2 separate regions of the Mus musculus genome follow, and region 2 is linked to region 1. A link is a contact called in public Hi-C data. All regions are on one chromosome and are shown on one strand. The core of a region is the stretch at or near the end of the contact, and the rest is flanking DNA. Distances in the headings are between cores, read along the strand shown.

Region 1 (7,651 bases), core at 3,308-5,807:
GGGTCTGGTTATGTACCCTAAGCTCGCCACAAACTTGTAGGAATCCCCCTGTCGCTGTCACTCTAGGTGTTAGATGACTGGTATGATGACTGCTTATGAAACCCAACTTCGCAAACAGCTCTAAAACAGTATTTTAATCAGTGCGTTCTGACTTCCAAATCCATTCTAGTTATATCTCTCCCCTATTGATTATGTCTTCGTTTACAGCATAATTTTTCAAACAAAATGGCATGGTGCTTTAACATACATTTCCCTGGTGTATAACTTTAACTGATTTACCTACAAGGAGACAAAATTAATTTAACATGAATACAAGGACTATGTACTACCAAGTATGGTGTCTGTGTGTTTGTGTGTACAAGAACTAAGAAAAAAATTCCCATGTCCCCCACTGGCTTCCTCACCCCCACCTGTAACTTGTCAGGATTGACATTAATAAGGAAACCTAATTTAGGAGATGTGGCTGTCCCTGTGGAGTGTCCTATTTGGTGTTTTGCTAATTGGACTGACCACCTGAAACCATCTAGGACGATCAAAACTGCCTCCCACCCAGACTGTGTTTGTATTATGTGGTGGTTTGAATGAGATCTCCTGTGTTTTCTCATGCCTTTCACTTACGTGGTTCCCTGTTGCAAGATTTTCCCTGTCCAATTACATTAGGTCAGCAGAAGGCCTGTGACTAGATAGGGAGAAGGGAGGCGGAGTAAGAGTTGGAGAGACAGCATGTCAAGAGAGAAGAGAAAAGGTAAAATGGAGGCGGACATGAACCAGCATGGCTGTAACCAGTCACAGGTAGTTATGATATCATAAGGTTAGAATAATTGGGATAAAGCCAATGGCAGAGAGGGAAGTAGTGGCTCCAGGGACAAGCGAGCTGGACGCTGTCGGGGCTAGCTGAGCAGAGTTGCTAGCAGGAGCATGGGATTAAGGTCCAGCCCCTCAGAGAGTTGACGGGTTGAGAGAAACAGGAGTGCGGGTTCTTTTTATATTTCCTGCAACAGTGCCCAGTTGATGATGCTATTTGGGAAGGTTTAGGGGGCACAACCTTGCTGCTGAGGGAAGTAGGACACTGGGGCAAGCTTTGAGATTTCCCCATGTGCTCTCTGGTTTCTGTTTGTGAACTGAGACGCTAGCTCTCAGCTACTTCTCCAGCACCATGCCTGCCTGCCTGCCTGCCTGCCTGCCTGCCTGCCTGCTGCCACTTTGCTGCTGTGATACTGATGGTATTTAGTCCTTCTGGAACCATAAGTTCTTGCCCCACCCAAACTCTTCCGTAGGATGCCTCAGGAACAGTGCCTTATCATGGCAACAGAAATACATCTTCGAGGAAGATTCCATGACCCTATTACTTTTGTATCCTTCAGGACTCTAAAAATCAAGTTTGGCTACCAACTTGGGGTACTGTCCCGCTCTGCCCTCCCCCCCCCCATTTGCAGCAACTTTTCCTTATTGTCGTTATTGCTCTGGAGGGCAGAGATTCCCCTTAGACCTTTCCCTTTTACAAGTCGAAAGCTTAGCTGGCTGGGCTCTTGCTCTGAGCCAGCAGCCTTCCCACTAGGCCCATGCAGATTTCCTTAAAGGTGCTGATCTTAGCAACTACAGCCTCTCTCAGACACCAACACTTGTTGGGAACATGCAGCTTGGTGGTTTCCTTTTCCTCTCCAAACTGTAGGGTTTTGTATTGCTTTGTTTAGGTATTTCTTTTGCCCCATTTGCTCTACCTCAATTGGAGACCTGCACACAGTGTTACTAACTTGTGTGCAGTTACAAGTGAACAGAGTCAGTGTGAAGCTGTCTTGAAATAGCCTCTGATTTCTGCCAAAACAAAAAAATAGTTCATTGCCTTTTATCTTAGCCTCAGGCAAATTCTTAGGGTGAGGGCAGAAAACAGCCAAAGAATCACAAGAAGAGTCTCTAGCCCTGTGGCTGACACTGTTCCCCTTGCTCCGGGCCCCCCAGTCACGTACGTCTCAGCACACTGACTTTCTAGCTTCTAGCAGGGTGGCTTATTAAGCCCTGCTTAGCGTTCTACTGTTTTTCTAGTTCAAAATCCCAAATTTTTCCACATTCCACCAAAAAAGTAGTGTGGTCAGTCAAGTCAGTCCCACAGTGAAGAGTTCTCAGAGGCCGCTGACAAGTTTCGCCTTTTACCCCTCTCTGCATTGCGGGAAAAACCACTAGATTACATCCCTGAAGCTAAGCCACCAAGATCTATTCCCTTATTCAGCCACTTCCTGCTCCTAAGGGGAACCCACCAAGGTCCAGCAATCAAAAGCTCCCCTTGGTTCATCTAATTAGCATGCCTGATTCAAATTAAACTCCTCACCCACACATAGGATTTCCCCCTTTCCCTATGAGCCATGACTGTCGCCTTTCTATCCAGAGGCAGTCCTTTGTCCCCCTGGGGCAAATATACCTTCTTCTCCCTTGTTTCCTTCCCATTCTCTCTTATCCTCTATTCTCTGTCTCTGACTCTTAGTTCCTGCCCTTTGTCCTCTCCGGGGCAAAGAAATCTCCTTTGTGCTGAAAGCCTGACCTTGGTGTACACTGTGTCAACTCTCCACACAGTCTACTTCCAGGTACCAATTTCTGTCTTAGTTACTCTTCTATTGTGATAAAACATCATGACCAAAGCAACTCTAGAAGGAAGAGCTTATTTGAGGCTTACAGCTTCAGGAAGTTAGACACAGGAGTCCAGGAAGAAGGTGGTAGGCAGACACGGCTGCTAGAACAGCAGCTGAGAGCTCACATCTTGAACCACAAACAGAAAACACATAAAATGGTGTGCACCTTTTTGAGATAACGAAGCCCATCCACGGTGGCACACTTCCTCATCCTCCCCAAACAGTCACCAATGGGAAGCCAAGTATTTAGATGCCTGACACTTATGGGGGACATCACTGTCACCCAGACACTGCTAGTTACCTGTTGCCTCTGTCACAAAAATGCCTTTCAGGAAACTTGGGAGGTAAAATCCTTTTTGATAATTTTACATGTATGAGTGCCTGTCTACATGTATATCTGTGTACCAGATGCAGGCCCAATGCCTGCAGAATCCAGAAGAAGACGTCAGATCCTCTAGAACTGGAGTTATAGACAGGTGTGAACTGCCCTGTGACTCCTGGGCACCACACCTCGGTCCTCGGCAAGAACAGGTGCTCTTTCCCAGTGAACCAGTGCTCAGGCCAAAGAAGGACAATCTTAGCCCACGTCTCCGGAGCTCAGGCTTTGGTTGCTTAGCCCCATGCACTGAGGTAGGAATGAGTGGCAGAGGCCGTTCTTTGGGGGTCAAAATCCCCAGGGTGGGATTATAAGAAAAAGCATGCTTCAGTAGCTACTTCTGCCAACAAGGTTCTACTGCCTGCCTCTCACCCTCTAATGAAAGTCAAGCGGAGAGGTGGGGTTAAGTGTCAAATGGGACTCCAGGTGGATTCATTCACTTTTAAAAATGGATGCAGGGGCAGGAGCTATGGTGCTCAGAGGTTAAGAGCACTAATTGCTCTTGCAGAGGACCCAGGCTCAATTCCTAGTAACTACATGGCGGGTCACATGATCTGGAACCCCATTTCCAAGGTTCCGGTGCCCTCTTCTGAACTACATGGGCACCAGGCACACAGGCACACACATGATGCACATACACACCTACAGGCAAAATACTCATATACAAAAAAATCAACTTAAAAATTGTGTGAAGACAGTAGAGTATGTAGGCCTGTCAGCTGTCGACAGAAAGCAGAAGGCTATGAATCAGGGGATAAGGAATACCAAAACCTGGGCTCCAAGTTCCTGAGCAGCTTCAAGAGAGAAACACTTGGTCCACACAATCTATGACTACCTAAGACCAACCTTCAAAAGGAAGCTGTACAGTGACTCTGCAGAGAGGGGCAGAGGCTGCAATCGCATACTGTACGTAACTATTTAGATAATTTACAAGTCCTCTGCAAGAAGAACTAGACAAGGCTGGTCACATGGTGTCACTTGATTTCTCAGACAGAACTGCTGGTACCAATTCTCTAACGCAGCCCTACTCTGAGCAAACAGAAAGGCAGAGGGTGGAAAAGGTCACCGGCCAGAGAAGTGCCTTACTATACTGGCGTGCAGAGCTCAAAAGCGCTTTCTCTACATCCCACTTCCATGGTTGTTTAAAAATATTTTCACGAGTTTTTGCTTTCGGGGCCAAAGAGATCAGGTTTCTAAAATGTGGACTACACACTCTTCTCTCTCTCTCTCTCTCTCTCTCTCTCTCTCTCTCTCTCCCTCTATTTCTCTCTCTCTCTCCCTCCCTCCATCTCTTTCTCTTCCTCCCTCCCCCACCCCCTGCACCCCTTTCTGTCTGTAAGGTCTATGTACATATACCCTGGTGAGTATTTGTTCAAATACTATGGTCCCAGTAGTGATTTTATTTAGTCTGGTTGTTCCTAAGACAAACACACATAACTTTAATTAAAGGCATATCCAACACAGGGGAAAGCATCTTGAAGCAATTAGGCTCTTCCCCCGTAAGGTTTTGGGGTTCTGTCACCCCCCTGCTTCCCTACCTCCCCATGGAAAGAGCCCAGATGGGGCGGAGGAAAGCCAAGCCTAATTCCACAAACAGCCTGGAGCGGTAACTTTCTGCCCCGCTCTGTTCTATTTTGTCGTCTTCCCGCCAAGTCACCACTCCTATTTTACCCTTTCCTAAATGAATTCCAGCCGTTCAACCGCTTTTTCCTTTTTTTGGATTTTGGTTTTTTTTTTTAAACTCCTCTGTGATCAGTGTCAGAGGAAGAAATTTTCTGACAGTTTCGCCTCTCGCCATGGATGACAGGGGATACTCAGGAAGAGATGAAAAAGTTTTGGGAATTTCCAAGCTACCCATCTGGTCTTGGGATATGGAAGTTTCTGGAGAATGTCTGGGCAATGGCTGCCTTGACCACCGCATTCTTGGGACTTCTGGGCTTGCTGAACATCTGGATAATACACGCTGAGAGCTTTTCTATTGAAACTGCCCGGGACGCAGGGGTATGGGAATAGTAGCTTTTCCAGAGTTGCTATTCCCTAGATCCCAAGTTAATTCTCCACTCCTAGGTAATTTATCTATGAAGCCTTATAAGAAAAAAAAAAAAGGTTTTCTCCAGAGCAAGCACAGCAAATGGTTCTTTTGTGCCTACAACACAGGGAAAGCCTAACTCAACAAAAATGGCATGACCCTTGCCGTGCAGGAGTTTCACTACTGATGACATTCAGATCCTTTGGAACGCTGGGCTTTCCTCAGTGGAAGTGTCACTATGTCACTTCTGCTCCTGTTCTTTCCGAACCATCAAACGCACCTGGAAGATCCTGGGCAGATCCATCAACGTCTGGACTGCAGAAGAGGTAGGGACAGGTAGGAGAAGAGGTCACATAGAGAGACGATGTTTACATAGTGGAGAGATGCCCTTGAATGACCACAGCAAGACTCTGCACTCAGGCACAACCCCTTACCCTGAACGCGCTCTACAAGAGGGTTCTGCAGCCCCATTTTGCTGTGGAACTATATACAAGGCAGAAAATGAGGCCAAACGTGGCCAAGGACATGATTTCCAAGTTCATGATGCGGCCTTAATCTTCAGAGAGAGAGGCAAAGCACCTCTTACAGTGGACACCAGTGACCTCTATAGGCTCCATGAGGCTGGTCCAGCCAAGAGCTACAGCTGAAGGGACAAGGCTAAGGCAAGGAGGGAAGTCTCACGGGGCTCTTTTTTTTTTTTTTATAACAGAAGCCTCGATGTGAACATTGTTACAGGATGCTAAAGTGACATGGAAGATGGTTTCTCGGTCTCTCCGCCTAACCTCAATGTGAATATTGCAACCGTAGGGTTGGACTAGAAATATAAGGCCAGATAAGACTTAATTCCACCGTGCCTTTAAATCTTAAATTCTTACCAGTTAATAAGCTCAGTCCTCACATACGTATCCTGAGCAGGAAAAGGAAGTATTGACAGATGACGACGTATGGAAAAATCCCACACTGGAAAAGGGATCGCCTTTCTTTCATTAGTTCTTCGAACTTTTTATGTAAGGATCTTTAACGGGGAGAACAAAGTTGACTTCCAAGTGGGAGTGCCTTGGGAGAGCGAGATAGGGACAGCCTTGCTTTTATCATCTGAAAAATGGAAGCAGGGGTTTCCATGCCGCTTCTATGTAGCGTACGAGACCAGAATGAACTCTGGCACGTATAAAACATGGATGGACCCTGAGCACACACACTAAGTGAAGAAGCTAGAGGCTACATACATAACTCCATTTACATGAAATATTCAGAAGAGGCAAACACAGAGAGCTTGCACACTCATTAATGATTGTCAGGGGGAGAGGTTGGGAATGGCTACCTGGTGAGAACGAAGTTTCCTTGGGGACGTCGAACCTCATTGTGAAACTGAACTGTAGATTTTAAAATCATTAACATGCTTAGTTTTATGTGATGTGCCTTCTGCCACAGTAGAAAAGAGAGACTAGACCATGGCCATCTTCGCCATCTATTCTAAACAGAATAAATAGGAAATAAGGAAAAAAATTTCATAAGGTATTCCCGCCTGTGTCTAAGTTACAAACTAGCAAATTTTTCTTCATTTTAGTGAGTGTTGTCTTGGTGCTGACAGGAGCCTGATATGGCTGTCTCCTGAGAGGCTCTGCCATTGCCTGACAAATACAGAGGTTCATGCTCTCGGCCAACCATTGGACTAAGCACAGGGTCCCCAATGCTGGAACTAGAGAAAGGACCCAAGGAGCTGAAGGGGTTTGCAGTCCCATAGGAGGAACAACAATATGAACCAACCAGTACCCCCAGAGCTCCCTGGGACTAAACCACCAACCAAAGAGTACACATGGAGGAACCCATGGCTCCAGCTGCATATGTAACAGAGGTGACCTTGTGGGACATCAATGGGAGGAGGCCCTTGATCTTGAGAAGGCTCAATGCTCCAATGCAGGGGAATGCCAGGACAAGGAAGCAGGAGTGGGAGGTTGGTGAGCAGGAGGAGGGGGAAGGGGATAGAGAGTTTTCAGAGGGGAAAAGAGGGAAGGGGATAACATTCGAAATGTAAATAAAGAACGTATCTAATAAGCTGGCATGGTGGCACATGCCTTTAATCCCAGCACTTGGGAGGCAGAAGCAGGCGGATTTCTGAGTTTAAGGCCAGCCTGGTCTACAAAGTGAGTTCCAGGACAGCCACGGCTATACAGAGAAACCCTGTCTTGAAAAACCAAAAAAAAAAAAAAAAAAAAAAAAAACCCAACCAACCAACCAAAAAAACAACGAAAGAAAGTATGTAATAATAATAATAAAAGCCATCATAAGCACTTATCTTGCCTTCCCCTGGGATGACGATAAAAGGCTGTCTTATGCAGACCCCTGGTCACAAGGAATAGTTGTAGAAAGGCTGTGGAAGATTAGTACAAAAGGCACCATCTCTCACCAGAAATGTCAGGACAAAAGAATAGACTTCCGGGGGGCGGGGACACAAGGTGCAGAGTCAGGACAGCTTTTTAAGGCACCTGAGGCAATTCCAGTGCAGAGGCTCCCTGTGTGAGAGCCACTAGCCTGGAGTGAGAAAGAAGAAACCGTTTCTTGAATGTCTCCTATGGGGGAGGATTGTGCTAGCTTTGTACCTACAACCATGGGCCATCCATA
Region 2 (7,651 bases), core at 2,606-5,105, 250 kb after region 1:
CCCAATCCTTCCCCCATACCCTCTCCTCTCTTTCTCTGAGCGGGTGGGGTCCCCCTGAGTATCCACCCAACTCTGGCACTTGAAGTCTCTGCGAGGCTAGTGAGGCTAGGCTCTTCCTCTCCCACTGAGACCAGACAAGGAACTTGACAATCCACCGTGGCCAATGATTAGAAAAACAGCACCGTTCTTGGCTGTTGCTGACCTCAATTCGGATTCTTTCCTCTCTTTGATTTTGTTTTATTGTTTCTCATCTTACATTTTTAACAAATTCAAAAAACATTCATAGGCTTTCTCTAATATCAAACATCTCCCTTTACTTCTATCACTGGTCAAAAAAGCCCCAGACATCTTATTACCCATTCTCTTCCTCCTTTTACCGTGGATAGGATGAGTTCCTGCCGCCTCTTTCTTTCATGCACCCACATTCCCCTTTCTCTTCCTCTATTTCATGTCAAGGGAAATGCTGTGATCTGAATGGTCACTCTAAAACTTCACACTGAGTTTTAATAGCCTTTCTATCATGGTATAAGAACACTGCACTCCTAAGTGGACTAAGGTCATTCTCACAGATTCGGATAGTTACAGGAGCAGGGCCCTTCTTGTTTTATAACGTACTCAGTCTCAGGTATTCTGTTATAAACCACAGTAAATGGAAGTACAACAGCAAACGGGTCCCAAGGGTCTGGCTGCTGCGGTAACAAATGCCTCAAGTGTGCTAAACGCATTTTGGAACAGGGACGGGCCAGGAAAAGCAGGCTTTTGTGGCGGCACACCCTACCCAACGCCAGCACTCATACCATGATAGCAACACAGCATTTCTGACTCTGGCAGTGTGCTCCTCTTTAATTTGACTTACGATACGGCACTGGGATGGACATGGGTGTGTGTTTTCTTCCAAGCTTATTTTTCCTAAGGTTCTGTGTTATAAACCAATCTACCATATTCAAAGCATGATTGCTGAACCTAAATCACCGTTATTATTTGCCGTTCAGCAATCTCAAATTTAAATTCAACGGAACTGACATTCCCTGAGCAGGGTGAGAGATAAAAGAGATGAGTAAGACCGGACTTCCTCCTTCCTAGAAGCTGCTGGGCTTCTCTGGGGCACAGGGGCAGAGCCAAAAACCCTCTCCTTGGCGCTGAGCTGCAGGACTGTGCCTGTGGGACATACAGAAAAGGAAAATCACAATCAACTGAGCCTTGGTGACTTTCCATCTTCAGGAACCTTAGAAGGGTGTAGCTCATGGTGTCCAGCAAGCCTGTGACTGCTCATGCTAACACACTTTTATGTTTTGTAAATAATATTGTATTTAGTCTGGATGTGTGAAAACAGGGAGCTCCCAGTGACTGTCGTTTGTTCTGTTTCTATAAAAATATTTCATTTTTAATTTCTGTTACTTTATGCATGTGATTTGTCTTTTATTAATCACTCATCTTTTTTCTCCTTCTTATTGGTTAGATTAAAATATTTCCTTCTTATTGACACACACGGATATCAGATCCTGTTGTTTTATACTAGAACAAGTATTGCCTCAGAATTCTTAACCTTTAGTTTTGATTTTTGTGTATAGAAAGTTTACCTTTTATATAGTTATAGGATGTGGCCTGCATGAGTTTTCCCAATGTTAGTTTACAGCCAGCTATTTACAAAGAGTTTACTTTTGTGTGTGTCTCAATTTTTGTAATATGTGCCTTTAATCTACTTCTAATTTATTAATATGTTATGTCCTTTGAGTGGTTTTGAAAGCAGAGGATAATAGAAACTCAGGAGGTAAAAATCAATGGAAGTTGAAAATGTCTGACAAAGTCTTAATGAACTACAAGGAGGAGTTAACACTACACTTGTGAGACCAGGTTTTCATAGCATGAACTTATGTCAGAAGCTCTGGGAAAAGGTGTATATACACACATACACACATATACACACATACATACATATATATGTATATATATATCAATGAAAATAAAAATAATAATGATGAAAATAAAAAACAGTAGCCTAGAACATGTATTGAGAGCCATGTTTTATGGCACTCATCAGTAAGCAACATTTTTTTCAAGATTTTATGTGTGTGTGTGTGTGTGTGTGTGTGTGCGCGCGCGCGCACACACGCGCACACGCGCACGTACATTATCTGCATGTATACCTACATGCCAGAAGAGGGCATCAGATCCCACTGTTGATGGTTGTGAGCCACCACGTGGTTGCTGGGAATTGAACTCAGGACTCCTGGAAGAGCAGCCACTGCTCTTAACCTGAACCATTTCTCCAGCCCCCAGTAAGCCTCATTTACACCTGTCTCCTAAATTGAGGAATAATGAACCTAGGGCTTGCAAGAGCAAAACAAATTATCTATGTTCAAGCAGCAGAAAAGTTGTCCTTGACCCGGAGAATCCCTGCTGTAATCTCTGTGGCACATAGTGTGCCATCTGATGAAGAGGAAGTCTATGACCGAAGTAGACACAACTTATGCTCAGGAGCTAGAAAAGTTGCCAGGAGAGATGTTCTCTGAGCAGTTGGTAGCACTCAGAGATGGTGGTGGTAGTGTTGGTGAGGTCTCAATAACATGGCTGAAGTTATATGGAATAATTTACTCACTGTCTTAAGACACACAATAAAATACTATAGACTAGGTGGCTCACAAATGATAGAAGCCTATTCTTCACAGCCTTGGAGGCTGTCAAGTCTAAGACCAAGTTTCTTGGAGTTTCAGTGTCTGGGGATGGTCCAGGTCAGCCATCTTTTTACTGAAACTTCACAAGCAGAAGGGGAATGAGATTTCTCTTTGGACTCTTTTTTTTTTCCCCCTGTGGACACTAATGCTATTCTAGGTCTTTGCTCCCATAATTTAATCATATCCTAAGAGTGGTCAAGTTTAGACAAGTGACTTTGGGAGGGACATGAACATTTATTTGTTTGCACTCACATTTCTTACTGTTGGTGTTATCTGTTTGCTGCCTGGCACTCAAGCGGCTATGAAGTGGCATCCTTTTTCATGCCTGCTGTGGTAGTATTAGACAGGCCCACAAATACTCTGACAATCTTACCTTTGATCTGCAGAGCTTAATTATCTTCAGGTCAATTATCTTTTAAATGTGGGTGGTAATAATGGTGACTCATTTCTAAATAATCAAATAAGACAGAGTTCTGGTATTTGATTCCCAACTTTAGGATATGAAGACATTGTGGTGGGGTTTGATCTATTTCTATGGGTTCAAATGCTAAATTCTGCATCCCAAGATCTGGTTGCTCCAAGACGAGCAGATTCTCACATACATCAGCCTTTGTTGTGTAAACCTTACCACCCAGTTATTCCTGATTGGTTAATAAAGTTGCTGACAGCCACTTGATAGCTGGGCAGAAGAGATGCAGGCAGGCTTTGGTTTCCAGGCTTGGGATCACTGGTAGGGACAACCAGGAGAGATCGAGGAAAGGAGGAGGAGGAGGAGGAGGGGGAAAGAAGTCACCATGGGGTAATATGGACACAGCATGTGGCTGTGAGACCTGGCCTGACGAAGCAGGAGCAACATCAACGAATATGGCAAGTAATATACTGGGGCTCAAGGCATGAGAACAGAGAAAATACATAAGAGGGCTGATGCCTGCTAGCGCCAGTGCTCTGAAGCTTATTATAATTCTAAGGGTCTCTGTGCCTTTTCTTTGGGTAATAGCTGGTTAAAAAGTAACTGCCACCATATTAATTTTCCCAGTATTAGTTATTAACCTCGGAATATTTAAATCACTACATTGTGGTTTCCTCTTTCTGTTTCTGTTAAGTCACTTACTGTGGGGGGAAAACCAGCCTCCATGACCCTTAATAGCACTACTGAGAAAGTCACATGGCATGGAACAAGCCGAGCCGGAAAGGAACTGAAGACTTCTGCCAGCAGCATGTGAGCAGAGTTAACTGCTCGGAGGTGGGTCCTCTAGCCTGTCAGTCCTCAGTGAGGCCAGTCCTATCCGATATCTTTATAAACCTCAAGAGGGATCCTGAAATTAGCTGTGCCAGTTCCAAATTACAAGCCCACAGACAGCCATGAACAATAAACACTGGTTGATTTAGGGTAATCTGTGAATGAAGAAGAGACAACCAATGTGTCTAGACTCAGGGATCATAAAACATCATTTGCTGTATTCTATTTAAGTGAGTTTTTAGAGCCAGCCAGTCTCAAGAGAAGATACTGATGTAAAAACTGGAGAAAAGAAATGGAGTCATGGCTTAAACTGTCCTAAAAATGGGCAAGTTGGAAGATGGTCAGAAAATATGAAATAAGCAAGTCCTTTGTAGTAGGTGTAGTTGCTATAGTAAAACAATCATCTATGCGATTTCCTGTGAAATTTCTATTATTCTATTGGACCATGGAGTCAATGAGAGCAGGATTTTCATATCTGTTTTGTGTTCATCCACTCTTCCCAAGAGACTTGTACAGTATATAAGGTATGTGATATGCTCACAAAATACCTTACGAACAAACACATATGACTGGTCAGGACAGAGGGAACATATATCTGATCCTGTAAGTTTTCTTTTCTTTTCTTTTCTTTCCTTTTTTTTTTTTTTTTTTTTTTGGTTTTTCAAGACAGGGTTTCTCTGTGTAGCCCTGGCTGTCCTGGAACTCACTCTGTAGACCAGGCTGGACTCTGCCAGAAACTCAGAAATCTGCCTGCCTCTGTCTCCCAAGTGCCGGGATTAAAGGCGTGCGCCACCACTGCCCAGCTCCTGCAAGTTTGCTGTTTTGCTTTGTTATGTACACACCAGCTTTCTGAATGATGCATAAAAATATACCATTCAAGCTTTACATTTGTGTAAAGTTGTCTGCTATTTACTGCATTGTGACCCTTAGCTACTGAACCATCTCTCCAGCTTTTAGTTATTTATATTATTTATGTGTATGGGTGTTTTGCCTGCATGTATGTCTATGTGCCGCATATGTGCAGTGCCCAAAAAGGCTTGAAGCGGCATCAGATCCCTTGGAGCTGGAGTCCCTGCTGGTTGGGAGCTGCCCTGTAAAACTGAACCCAGGTCCTCTGGAAGAGCAGTCAGGGCTCTTATCTGATGAGCATTGTCATCCTTTTAAGATTGCTCAAGTTTGTTTTCTGTTGCTGTGGTAAACTCTGTGACTCAAAGCAACTTGGTGAGGACAGGGGTTTATCTCAGTTTGCAGTTTGAGTCCATTGTCAAAGGAAGCCAAGACAGGAATTCAAGGCAGGAGCTTAAAGCAGAAACCACAGAGGAAGGCTACTTACTGGCTTACTTGCTTCCTCACTGGGCTGCTCAACTCCCTTTCTTACAGAGCCCAGGTGTCCCTGCTCAGGAGTAGAACTGTCCACACGGCACCTGCCCACATTAATTAACAATCAAGAAAATGTCCCCAGACATGCTCACAGACCAATGGGATGGAGGCACTTTCTCAGTTGGACCCCTGCATCCAGTTGTGTCAGGTTGACAGTGGAAGCTACCCATCCATCTCATGTACAGGGTCTCCTGAAGAACACAATGTGAAGTGATTTCTTAAAAAAGGATTGCATGAGCGAAGATCTTAAATTTTAATAGTGACTTGATTACTTTTCTATGCATTACAAAGCCCAGAAAGCACAAAGTGTGCTAAAGGGAAAGGGTGGTCAGTTGACCAGGCAGCACTCAGATAGAGCAACCGCGGCAGAAACCAATGAGTGGGGTTGAACTTGTATAGTAAGAGATGGAATCTTTAAGGGTAATTTGGTTTTATTTGTTTGACAGAAAGTGAAAATTCAGCTCAGAGATACTAAAAGGGTAATAGCATGTTTTCCTTTGCTTAAGAATTCTGTTTTTCAGTTGCTCATAAACACGTATACCTGACAGATGTATAGTATACCAACTATCAATGCATGATATCTTTGTATCACCCTCTGACCAACTTTGAAGACTTCAAGTTTCCCTAACAATAACAGAGGAATGTTTTGCTGCAGTGGTAAGACCAGAATTGTGGTTTATTTACTATTTCATGAAATTTGCTCCTTGATATATCTTAGGTTAGCTTTGATCCTCTTAATAGCCATTTGCCATCCACCTTCTATATCTGACCTAATATTCTCTCAGTTACTAGGTATGGTGCTTTGAATATGCTTGGCCCATGGAAGTTGCACTATTAGGGGGTGTGGCCTTGGTCAAGGAAGTGTGTCACTGTGTAGGCAGGCTTTGAGGTCTTAGTGCTGAAGCTCTCTACACTGTGTGGAAGAGGCTCCCCTCCTGCCTACCTGTAGGAAAGAGTCTCTTCCTGCTGCCTTTGGATCAGGATGTAGAACTCTTGGCCTCTCTAGTACCAGGTCTGCCTGCATGCTGCCATGCTTCCCACCGTGATGATAATGGACTGAACCTCAAAAAATTAAATGTTTGCCTTTATAAGAGTTGCTTGGGTCATGGTGTCGCTTCACAGTAGTAAAACCCTAAGACACCAGGTTAAAACTTTGAAATGTTCTTACCTGACCACCATCTTTTCACCATTTGTTCTGTGAATATAAAAGTGCATGTAACTAGTTCCATGTTGGAAACAAAACATGTTTCTGGGGTCAACCTGTTCTTGGCCATGGTCACTCATCATGTGCAGTGGTTTGAATAAGTATGCCCCCCGCCCCCCGCTAGACTCATGTGTTTCAATGCTTGGCCATAGGGAGTGGTACTATAAGAAGTGTGGCCTTGTACGAGTAGGTGTGGAGGAAGTGTGCCACTGTGGGAGCAGGCTTTGAAGTCTCTTAGATATTTAGACTATGCCCAGTGTAGCTCACAGTCTCTTTCTGTTGCCTTTTGATCAAGATGTAGAACTCTCAGCCCCCTTTCCAACACCATGTCTTCCTACAGTCTGATTCCCACCATGATGATAATGAACTGAACCTCTGAACCTGTAAGCCAGCCCCAATTAAATGTTGTCTTCTATAAGAGTTGCCTTGGTCATGGTCTTTTCACAGTAACACAACCCAAACTAAGATGTTGTCTTAGTCAGGGTTTCTATTCCTGCACAAACATCATGACCAAGAAGCAAGTTGGGAAAGAAAGGGTTTATTCGGCTTACACTTCCATACTGCTGTTCATCACCAAGGAAGTCAGGACTGGAACTCAGGCAGGTCAGGAAGCAGGAACGGATGCAGAGCCATGGAGGGATGTTCTTTACTGGCTTGCTTCCCCTGGCTTGCTCAGCCTGCTCTCTTATAGAACCAAGACTTCCAGCCCAGAGATGGTCCCACCTACAAGGGGCCTTTGCCCCTTGATCACTAATTGAGAAAATGCCTTACAGTTGAATCTCATGGAGGCATTTTTTCAACTGAAGCTCCTTTCTCTGTGATAACTCCAGCTGTGTCAAGTTGATACAAAACTAGCCAGTACAATTGACCCCTTGTCAACTTGACACACAAACACATCACTAGTAAGCCTCAACCCTTACATTCTTATTCATCCTCAAGGTCTAAATAACTTTAAAAGTCCCACAGTCTTTACATATTCTTAAAATTTCAATCTCTTTAAAATATCCATCTCTTTTAAAATCCAAAGTCTTTTTACAATTAAAAGTCTCTTAACTGTGGGCGCCACTAAAATAGTTTCTTCCTTCAAGAGGGAAAATATCAGGGCACAGTCACAGTCAAAAGCAAAAATCAATCTCCAACTGTCCAAAGTCT

Evidence for each region. A called contact is a pair of places that touch in the nucleus more often than the background predicts.
Region 2: a contact with region 1 is called in a Hi-C map of liver, with 2.3 times the contacts expected there. The contact joins two enhancer-like sites. A contact is called at or near these places in 31 of 484 Hi-C or Micro-C datasets (3T3-L1-derived adipocytes, the MC3T3-E1 cell line, bone marrow-derived macrophages and 13 more), 8 of 115 datasets of contacts at active chromatin or transcription factors (differentiating embryonic stem cells, embryonic fibroblasts, embryonic stem cells and 2 more) and 1 of 9 other capture datasets (embryonic stem cells).

What each region holds. Positions count from the first base shown.
Region 1 is chr15:10,624,249-10,631,899 of GRCm38.p6, forward strand. All of the region lies in intron 3 of Rai14 (retinoic acid induced 14), which reads right to left. Among named protein-coding and RNA genes, the nearest start is that of Gm10389, 28 kb to the left of the region's middle. Within about 2 kb of position 4,558, at least 29 of the 459 cell types and tissues checked have an H3K27ac peak or open chromatin away from gene starts, as enhancers often do. A contact at or near this core is called in liver, where this site is marked.
Region 2 is chr15:10,872,681-10,880,331 of GRCm38.p6, forward strand. No RefSeq gene overlaps it. Among named protein-coding and RNA genes, the nearest start is that of Gm19276, 47 kb to the left of the region's middle. Within about 2 kb of position 3,856, at least 39 of the 459 cell types and tissues checked have an H3K27ac peak or open chromatin away from gene starts, as enhancers often do. A contact at or near this core is called in liver, where this site is marked.